Linked DNA regions of Gossypium raimondii: region 1 is linked to region 2. A link is a contact called in public Hi-C data. All regions are on one chromosome and are shown on one strand. Each heading gives the region's core, a stretch centred on a gene start, on an enhancer-like site or on the middle of the called end of the contact. The rest is flanking DNA. Distances are from core to core; before and after follow the strand shown.

Region 1 (4,719 bases), core at 1,049-3,548, 160 kb after region 2:
TTCAACAATAACTCTTGTATTTTTCTCTATAAATAAAGAGCACCGATAGAACTATTTATGCTCCTTCCTTACAAAGAATAAATTATACTTTTTGGGAATTACGAATAATTACCGGTTTATAGAGATAACTTATAATCTTATTGAAAGTAAGCAATTTATTTTTATTCTATAATGTAATTTGTGTTGCTCGAGAATGTTATTCGATTGAAAGTCAGGATCAACTTGAACCCACCTCACAGAATGCACAAGTATAAATCTAGTTTAAGTTTATTGTTATAAATATCACAATAGTTCGATTTTAAGAAAATTTTAAAACTAAATAAATGTTTTGTTATTATATATTTATATTGTATGTGTTTTTATTACAGGGATGCTTGTGAATAGTGGTAACTGCTATGCGTGTTAGTTGTATAAGATCCGTCATATTTGACGTTGAGAACTCTTTAACTTGCTCCACCTTGATATTGGTTTTGCTATCCTTTTAGACTCGTAGTTGTCTTCATCACTCAATACCCTGAACTTGTGTGAATTGGTTGAAGCTTTCAAATGAATGTTTCAACTTAATTTGCTTCTTTGTTAAATGTAGTCACCAAATAAGAATAGTTTTGCATCCATAAATTGGGTTTTCTGTATAAGATGGATGATAGACTGGATATTGCATTACAGTGTGTTCTTAGGTAAAGCTACAGTTAATTCTTCAAAATTATAATGAGTGTGTCCTGTTTCAATAATGAATTAAGTCCGGCACAGGCAATAGGCAATAGGCAATAGGCAATAGGCAATAGGCATTCGCAACTTTTCTAGTATACTCACACAAACATATTATTAGATCTTTTATAAACACTATATTTAAATTTTCAATAGAATTTAATATTGTGGATTTTATTTATTTTTATTTTTATTTTTATTTTACGTATTTTTATTTTAAATGTAGATAATTACCTTTTTTTTCTTAAGAATTCGTACTACTAGATTTAAAATTACAATATTTAATTATTAAATAAAATTAATATTTTGAGAATGTGTTATAAAGAATTTTTTTAGAGAAATAACCTCCTTAAACTTTTTTTGTATTCTTTTAATTAATTTTTGGGATGATATCCATCTCCAAAGAATTAAGGTTGATATTTGTCCCTAATTATTTTGATATGTTTTTATGAATTTGGGGATATTCGTCCATAATGTTTTAGGGACGAAATTTGTCCATTTTCATATTCGTCCCAGATAAAATTTTAAAGAATAACTGTTGGAGACGAGCTAAATCGTCCTTAAATCTATTGAGGACTATTCAATTAATTTTAAATTTCGAAATGTTTTATTGAATATCGAATTAAAATACCTTTGAAGAAACTTTTCATAAATCTTGGATTTTTTTAATTTTAAAATTATTTTCATTTTATTTATAAATTTAAAAATATTTTTATGTTTTTTTTATTTTAAGGAGCTTTTTCATTTTTAGAATTATAGCTTTTATTTATTATTTTTGAAATTTTATTTTTACTTTAACTTTATTTTTGAGGTGGCAAATAATACAAAATAGTGTCACATTAGTAATGAATTTGAGGTAAGTGTCAAATTGAATAAATTTGTAAATATTGAAGGTTCAATTTGCTATTATGTTTTATATATAAAACAACAAAATAAACATTTGAAATAAAAATTTAATGGAGAGATTGTTTTGCTCATTCATTTAACATAAAAGAGCTAATTTATCTAATTATTAGTATGATATTCAAATTTAGAGTTTATAAATTAGATAGATTCTTTTTTTTTTGCCCTGAGTCTTGACTTGAACCTAAAACTACTCTCATTAGGTCAAATGTATGGTCGCTAGAATCTTGTATTATCATTTAAAATATAGATAAAAATTTATTAATGAAATCAAATTAAACTATAAAATAATTTTATTTAAATTTAGGTTGGGATTATTCACATATGATCCAAATATTTTAAAATGATCATCTTACATAAAAGTTAAACCTTTTAACAATATTAAAATAAAGACTAAACCTTTTTAAAACTGCTTAAATAAGAGTTTCTTGACTATTGTAAAGCATGTATGTTTTTGTTCTTTAATTTTCTTTTCAATTGTTAGACATCTTATTTTAAAAAATGAGACACCCTTGAAAAATTATGTTCTAACTTAAGCATTTAGTGTAATCCGGGTCGAATTTATGAAACCCAGCATTCCATGGAAAGGTGGATGGTGAGGTGAGTTTAAAGAGGGCGCATAAAATTACAACAACTAAAGAACAAAAGTCTTTATACCCTCTTTTCTCATCATTCATTCTATAGTTAGCGTGTGATTATTGGAGAGAGAGGGAGAGAGAAAGCAAAGCAAAAGGGAGTGAGAGGTAGAGAGGAACCCACCTCAGTATTGCTTTCTAGTAAATAAAAGGAACAAACCAAATTAAAAATAAACAAAGAACATGTAGCTGATGAAGGAAAAGATGTGGACTGGAAGAGAAAGGTCGGCAACAAACAACTACTGAAGAAGAAACATACATATATATAAGAAATATAGAAAGACAACAGAAGAAAAGGCTCGTTTCGTTACTTCATCCTAATACATATCTGTTTTTTTGTTATCTTATATTACTACAAGACTGCAGTAGTTTCAGCTTGGCTTGGGGATTTCATTTGATTTCCTTTCAATTCTTTTTCCTCCTTCCTATTATATGTTTTAGTTAACCCAGAAGGGAACTGAGTCAAAGTGACAGTAGCAGTAGCCGCAGCTAAGCTAACAGAAAACTCGCAATCTCTCTCAGTATAGCTAGCAGATTAATGGCAGAAGGCAAAGGAGAGCCAAAAAAAAAAGAAGAAATAAACAATTCTGCTTGCTGTGCTGTTCACTAATTGGAAAGCCACCCAACAAAGAAGATCTCTTTCTCTTTCTCTTTCTTTTTATCTTCTTCTGTTACAATTTCAGAGATTCGACCCCACCCTTTCCCCCTTCTCTCTAACTCATATAACACCTAAATAGAGAGATATCTTCTTTCTCCACTTCTCTCCATCTTTTCTTTTTTGGTTTTTCCCTTGTTTTCCTTTTTCATATTGAAACTTGACTTTTACTCTTGATTATGTGTATGTTTTATGTTTGTAAAGATTGAGTTTTCAGCAATTGAAGGAGACGTCTTTATCTATATAATTTCGTTATTATCGTTGTCATTGTGGCTACCACAAGAAGGCAGCTACCTTCAGACTCAGGAGCCTTTGCAGATTGGGCGACGTCATCGTCCGCAGCAATCCGAGCTGGCCCCGATGACCTGTCCCTTGGCTTCAACGCAAACGCGGCTGCCGCGGTGGCTGCTCCACCTGGATCCACCAGCGCTCAATGGCCACCCTCAGCTCGTCCACTCAACTACGGGCTTCCCTCTGAAATGGGGATGGTTGGTCTCCGCGATTTCGTTGTTGTTGCTCCTGCGTCTTTTAACCATCATCACCATCACCATCACCACCATGCTCAAGATCCCATCATCGGAAATGATCAAATCAACGGTCAAAATGCTGCCACGGCACTTGGTGTTGGCGTTGGTGTTTTCCCACTCCTTACAGCATCTCCATGCTTAGCTCCTCAAAATATGGAAGATTCTGATTTAGTGAATAACAGTGGTCGTAACAAACTCAGTGGGATGCAGTTATGGCAGAACCAAACCTCTCCTAATTATCTTAAAAAACAATCTTCAACCCTTGACAATAACAATTCTTCCATGAATTTGATACAAACCAGTGGTGGCGGTGGGATGGGAGGTGGGAGTGGTGGCTCAGGTACTAGCTCAGGGACTACATGTCAAGATTGTGGGAACCAGGCCAAGAAAGATTGTAGTCATAGGAGATGTAGAACATGCTGTAAAAGTCGGGGATTTGATTGCCCTACTCACGTGAGGAGCACGTGGGTGCCTGCTGCTAGGAGAAGAGAGCGCCAGCTGATGACGGCCGCCCCTACTACTGCCTGTGCTGGCTCGTCAGGGTCTACTTCTGGGGCTAAGAAGCCGAGACTTGTGACTTCACAGACTACAACCACTCTTCATACATCAACTTCAAACACTACTCCAAGAAGCTTAGACACTAGCTCAAGTCACCAAGGTTTGCTTTTTGCCTTCTCTTTTGTTGCTTGGTTTTCTAGTTCATGGCTTTATTTATTTAGCAAGATTGGTTTATTCTTTAATTGTTAGGGTTGTTTCAGGAGGCTGAAAATTGAGTAGGGTTTTGACTGAATTTTTCTTTTTTCTTTTTACTATGCAGATGCAGGCTTTAAAGAGACATTGCCGGGGCAAGTACGTGCACCGGCGGTATTCAAGTGTGTAAGAGTGACAGCAGTAGAGGATGGTGAAGATGAGTATGCATATCAAGCAGTTGTTAAGATTGGTGGACATGTGTTCAAAGGGTTCCTTTATGACCAAGGAGTTGAAGAAAGAGATGGGTTTCCAAATATATCTGAATTGCATCTTGGCGGCGGCAGTGGGACAAATGGGGGTTCATCATCCTCACCTGTTCTTGATCCTTCTCAGGTTTATGCCGCCACTGGAGGTGGCTTGCTTGGTGGTTCAACTTATGGTAATCCAATAAACTGAGGAGTAAACAATAGTGGATTGATTGATATGGGGTTTCATTCTCCTCTAAAATCCTTCCTTTTTCTGCTGCATACTAATTATTCATATGGTTTGGTAAATTCTCACTTTGTAGATTCAATATCCATATTAAATATTTTTTTTTCCT
Region 2 (5,179 bases), core at 1,290-3,789:
TGGGCTATTGGAGGAAAGAAGAGCAACTTAAGGGAGGAAAGAATCTCTCCCTTTTGGCAACTTTGGGTGGATGGCAAGTGGGGTGTTGACCAACCTTTTTAATACTAAAAATTCTAAAAAAAAATAATATATGGGTCAGGGGATTTGAACATAGGATCTTAAGGAATTTAATTAAGCCATTTAGCACTAGGTCATTTAACTTGCTTGCGCATGAACTTATGAAATTACAAATAAAAATATGGGGAGTGACAATTAGTGTTTTCACCCCATGAGTTACCATATAGTCATTAGCTTTTACCCTTGATGCTCTTGGGTTGTGTGGACACACTGAAGTCATTGAGTTCATGATTTCTACATTTTCCTCAATGAAGTTTATGTTGGGAATCCCGAGTTACAAGTGCTCAAAAGCAATCAAGTTGGCTTGGTTGAAATTGCCAGAGAGAAAACGTTCTCTATATAAATGCTCATTCTTCATCCCCTACTCCCGAGATAAATTTTTTTCCTCTTTATACCCCGCATCGTCCCCTATATAAATGCTCATTCTTCATCCCCTACTCACCCACATCTTAGTCTCCTCTAAATTATTTTTTCTCTTTTTCTTGTGTGTTGAAATTTTTGGGTTTAAAGATTTATTTCTCTCTTGCTTTGAGGGAGACATAGTCATAATTTTAAATTGTGTTTGGGTTCACGATGATGTCATGAAGCTCGGTAACCTAAAAATTTCACTTGCCATGTGAGTATGGCACAATCATTTGAGAAATCGGGATCACTTTGCAACTCAAGATCCAAGTTGGCGGTGATTATATTGTCTCGAGTTGAAGTGTAACTAGGGCTTCAAGGTTACAAAGTTTATGTTGTTAAAGGATGGAGCATAACTGGGGCACTAGTTGGCAATGGTTATGTGGACACGACAACCATTTTCTCCTCGTCAGAGGAGCATGCTTCATAAAATCCACATGGAAGTGAGAGGAAGAAAAACACAAGGGTCTTCTAGTATAATCAAGTAATTCGTCTTGTTCATGTCCACCAAAGGTAGTGACCTTGTTAGTAAAACTTGTTACACCCCAATTACGTCACATGTTATAATAACGGGGGTCACCGCCTTTGGTGGATATGGACAAAACAAAATACTTGATTATACTAAAAGGCCACTACGTTTTTCTTCTTCGTACGCTTGTTTGAGTTTTATAAAGCATCCATCTCTGATGAGGGAAAACTGATTGTTGTGTCCGCATAACCACTGTCAACTATGACCCCATTTATGCTCCATCCCTTGACAACATAACATTCGTAAACTTGAAGCCCTAGTTACACGTCGACCCCAAACCGTATAATCATCGCCAATTGGGACCTTTAGTTGCAACGCGATTTGGCTTCCTAATTGATGACTCCATACTCACATGACAGATGAAATTTGTAGGTTACCCAACTCCATGACACCACTGTAAATTCAAACATTCATTTAAATTATAACCATGTCTATCTCAAACATGGACAAAGATAAATCTACAAACTTTTAATTTCCAACCGTAAGGAAAAAAAAGAAGAAAAAAATAAATTTTACCAAAGTGAAAACACGTCTTATAGGGCGCGTTTTTATTCTCTCTCTTGAAAATGCATCTACATGATGCGTTTTCACTATTACATCAATGAAAATGTGCTCTGTAGGACATGTTTTCCTTTCTCTCTCCAAAAATTAACGTAAATCGATAAAATTTAAAAAAATGACATACTTTCTTAAATGTTTTTTTTTCCAACATATTCTATTAAATTAACTAAATAAAAGTGAGATAAAAAATATTTTTATTTTAAATTTTTTATAACTTTTACAATTTTTTTGAAAATTTTAATTAATATGCCAGCAACTAGCACATGTGGCCATCCACGTGGCATGCACATCAGCAAATTAACGATACTATTAATTTTTCCATCCAATTATGGATAATTTAAAAAATAATAATAGTTTGAGGGCTGAAAAGAAAAGAGAGGACTAAATTAGTTATTTCCAAAAAGATTAAGAGCGAAAAATGTGATTATGCATACATGGAAAAGAAGAATTGATGAAATATAAAATGAAATAATAAGTCTTTAATTACAAGACAATCTCTTTGGCTATTAATTAGATAAAATAATGATGCGTAGAAGGTTGCGAAGCATTGTTTTCATATCAATGGTTAGGCCCAAATCAATGAAGAAGATAAAACCCATATTACTACTCAAATTTGCTGATTTCCTCCAAATATTTATACTAGTTAACACACTATTGAGAATGATTATTATTTTTAGTTTAGTTGATAGAATTTAAAATTTTTTATTTGGTTGAGAGAAATATATTTAATGTTTCAATTAGAAAATTATTAAATTATATTGGGAGCGACCGAATTGTGAATTTATTAATATTTGAGCAACTACATTATAAATTTACCAATAATTCAGTGACCAATTTGTAACTGTTTGAAGTTGAGGGATTAAAGTATAAGCTTAGAAATAGTTTAGTGAGTTGGGTGTAGTTTATACCGTCGTAAATTAATTCTTGATCACTGCCTGAAATTATAGGGGCGTAGCTGGTAAATCAGGAGCTCTACATAACTTGTGGGTAAAATGAAGAACGTTTGTTTGAGGACATCCCTTTGGCTCAATCGGTGGCAACGACCTTCTCCAATCGTATCGGAATGAATCTAAATAGCTGCCATATGCTTGTCAGCGTCAAGTCGTGTAGACATCACAGACTCCGTTCTTAAATGGTCAATCTCAGCTACAAAAAATGTAAGCCAAAGCTCTGTTGGCTTTATACTGTAAGATAATTGATAAAGCACATGGTATAATTGATTCGTATATTTGCTGCTTTCGTTAATGTAGCTTCGATTATGCAGTGCCAGATTGAACAGCTTGCAAAATTGATGCAAAAGGTTTGAAACCTACGCAAAATCACTCATGTCACGGCTACTCTTTCGAAATCTCCCTCTCCAGACTTCACCTACCCGCAAATTTCTTAGAAATTTACAAACCCTACAAACCCCACCAAATGGGGAACCGGATTCGTTCATGGTGGAGAAGATTCTGTTCAGTTTAAAGCAAGGTAATGCGAACTCTTTGCGTAATTATCGATTTCGAATAAACCCGTTGATCGTAGTTGAGGTTCTTTTGCACTGCCGTGAGAATTTGCAATTGGGTAAAAGATTTGTTGATTTTATTGTGCTTAATTGCTCGAATTTTAAGCATTCTTCGATGTCCTTAAGTGCAATGATTCATGTTCTTGTGACATGTGGAAGGTTGTCTGATGCACAGGCTTTGGTTCTTAGGATGGTTAGGAAAAGTGGGGTTTCACGTGTTGAAACTGTGGAGTCTTTGGTTTCCACCTGTGGAAATTTTGGGTCAAATGGTTCTGTTTTTGATTTGTTAATTAGGTCTTATGTGCAAGCTAGGAAGTTAAGAGAAGGATCCGAGGCCTTTATGATTTTGAGAAGTAAAGGTTTTTGTGTTTCTATTAATGCCTGTAATAGTCTTCTTGGTGGATTAGTGAAGATTGGATGGGTTGATTTGGCTTGGCAAGTGTATAATGAAGTTGTTAGAACTGGGGTTGAGTTAAATGTGTATACATTAAATATTATGGTTAATGCTTTGTGTAAAGATGGAAAGATCAGTTGTGTTAAATCTCTTTTATCAGAAATGAAAGAGAAGGGAATTTTTTCTGATATTGTGACATACAATACAATGATTAATGCGTATTGCCGTGAAGGGCATTTGGAAGAAGCCTTTGGGTTGATGAAATCCATGTCAAATAAAGGGTTGAAACCAGGCCTTTTTACTTATAATTCAATTGTGTATGGTTTATGCAAGAGAGGGAACTTTGAAAGAGCAAAAGAAGTTTTAAATGAGATGCTATGGATAGGGTTGAGTCCTGATACTACTACCTATAATACTTTGCTTGTTGAGAGTTGCAGAAAAAATAATATATCAGAAGCTGAAGACATTTTCAATGAAATGTTGCATCGAGGTGTTGTTCCGGATTTGGTTAGCTTTAGTTCACTTATTGCGGTATTTTGTAGAAATAGACATCTTGATCAGGCATTAGACTATTTTAATAATATGAAGAGAGCTGGCTTGGTTCCAGATAATGTAATTTATACCATTCTTATAGATGGGTATTGCAGAAATCGTGCGATGTCGGAAGCTTTGAAGATCAGGGATGAAATGATAGAAAAGGGATGTAATATGGATGTTGTTACTTACAATACCATTTTGAATGGGTTGTGCAAGGAGAAGATGCTCACTGAAGCAGACAATCTATTGCATGAGATGACAGAAAGGGGTGTTTTTCCTGATTTTTATACTTTCACAACACTCATCCATGGACATTGTAGGGATGGAAATATGAATAAAGCTCTAAACTTGTTTGATGCAATGACTCAAAGGAATATTAAGCCGGACATTGTGACATACAACACCTTAATTGACGGGTTTTGCAAGGTAGGTGAAATTGAGAAGGCCAAGCAGCTCTGGGCTGGTATGATTTCTAGAAAGATTATTCCTAATCACATTTCTTATGGAACTTTGATAAACGGGGTTTGCAGCATTGGTCATGTTCCGGAGGCATTCAGGTTGTGGGATGAAATGGTAGGGAAGGGTATTAAGCCCACTCTTGTGATTTGTAATAGCATCATAAAGGGCTATTGTCGATCGGGTGATACATCAAGAGCTGATAAGTTTCTATCCAAGATGACCGCAGAAGGAATTGTTCCAGATAGCATCACATATAACACTTTTATCAATGGATTTGTCAAAGAAGAGAATATGGACAAAGCTTTTCTCTGGATTAACAAGATGGAGAATCAAGGGCTTTCTCCTGATGCTATTACATACAATGTAATTCTAAGTGGGTTTTGTAGAGAGGGTAGAATGCAAGAAGCTGAAATGGTATTAAGGAAGATGATTGAGAAAGGCATAGATCCTGATAGGTCTACATACACATCACTCATAAATGGACATGTTACCCAGGACAACTTAAAGGAGGCATTTCGGTTTCATGATGAAATGGTACGAATGGGATTTGTGCCTGATGATAAATTTTAGTCATCCTTTCTTATATCTTGAAGGACTGAGTTAATTTGTTGTGTGCCAAATATACACCAAAGGTTAGTTTTTCCCGTCTCTACATAATTCTTAATCTCTAGTCATT

Evidence for each region. A called contact is a pair of places that touch in the nucleus more often than the background predicts.
Region 1: a contact with region 2 is called in a Hi-C map of leaf, with 2.1 times the contacts expected there. The contact joins the promoter of LOC105762210 here to the promoter of LOC105793877 in region 2. A contact is called at or near these places in 2 of 2 Hi-C or Micro-C datasets (both in leaf).

Annotation. Positions count from the first base shown.
Region 1 is chr7:36,032,288-36,037,006 of ASM2569854v1, forward strand. LOC105762210 (protein LATERAL ROOT PRIMORDIUM 1) reads left to right here and starts at 2,299. Exons shown (of 5, transcript XR_008197912.1): 1 at 2,299-4,086; 2 at 4,246-4,557.
Region 2 is chr7:35,870,400-35,875,578 of ASM2569854v1, forward strand. It overlaps LOC105793877 (pentatricopeptide repeat-containing protein At5g01110), which reads left to right and starts at 2,540. Exons shown (of 3, transcript XM_012622774.2): 1 at 2,540-2,766; 2 at 2,860-5,135. The coding sequence starts at 2,935. The coding sequence ends at 5,073.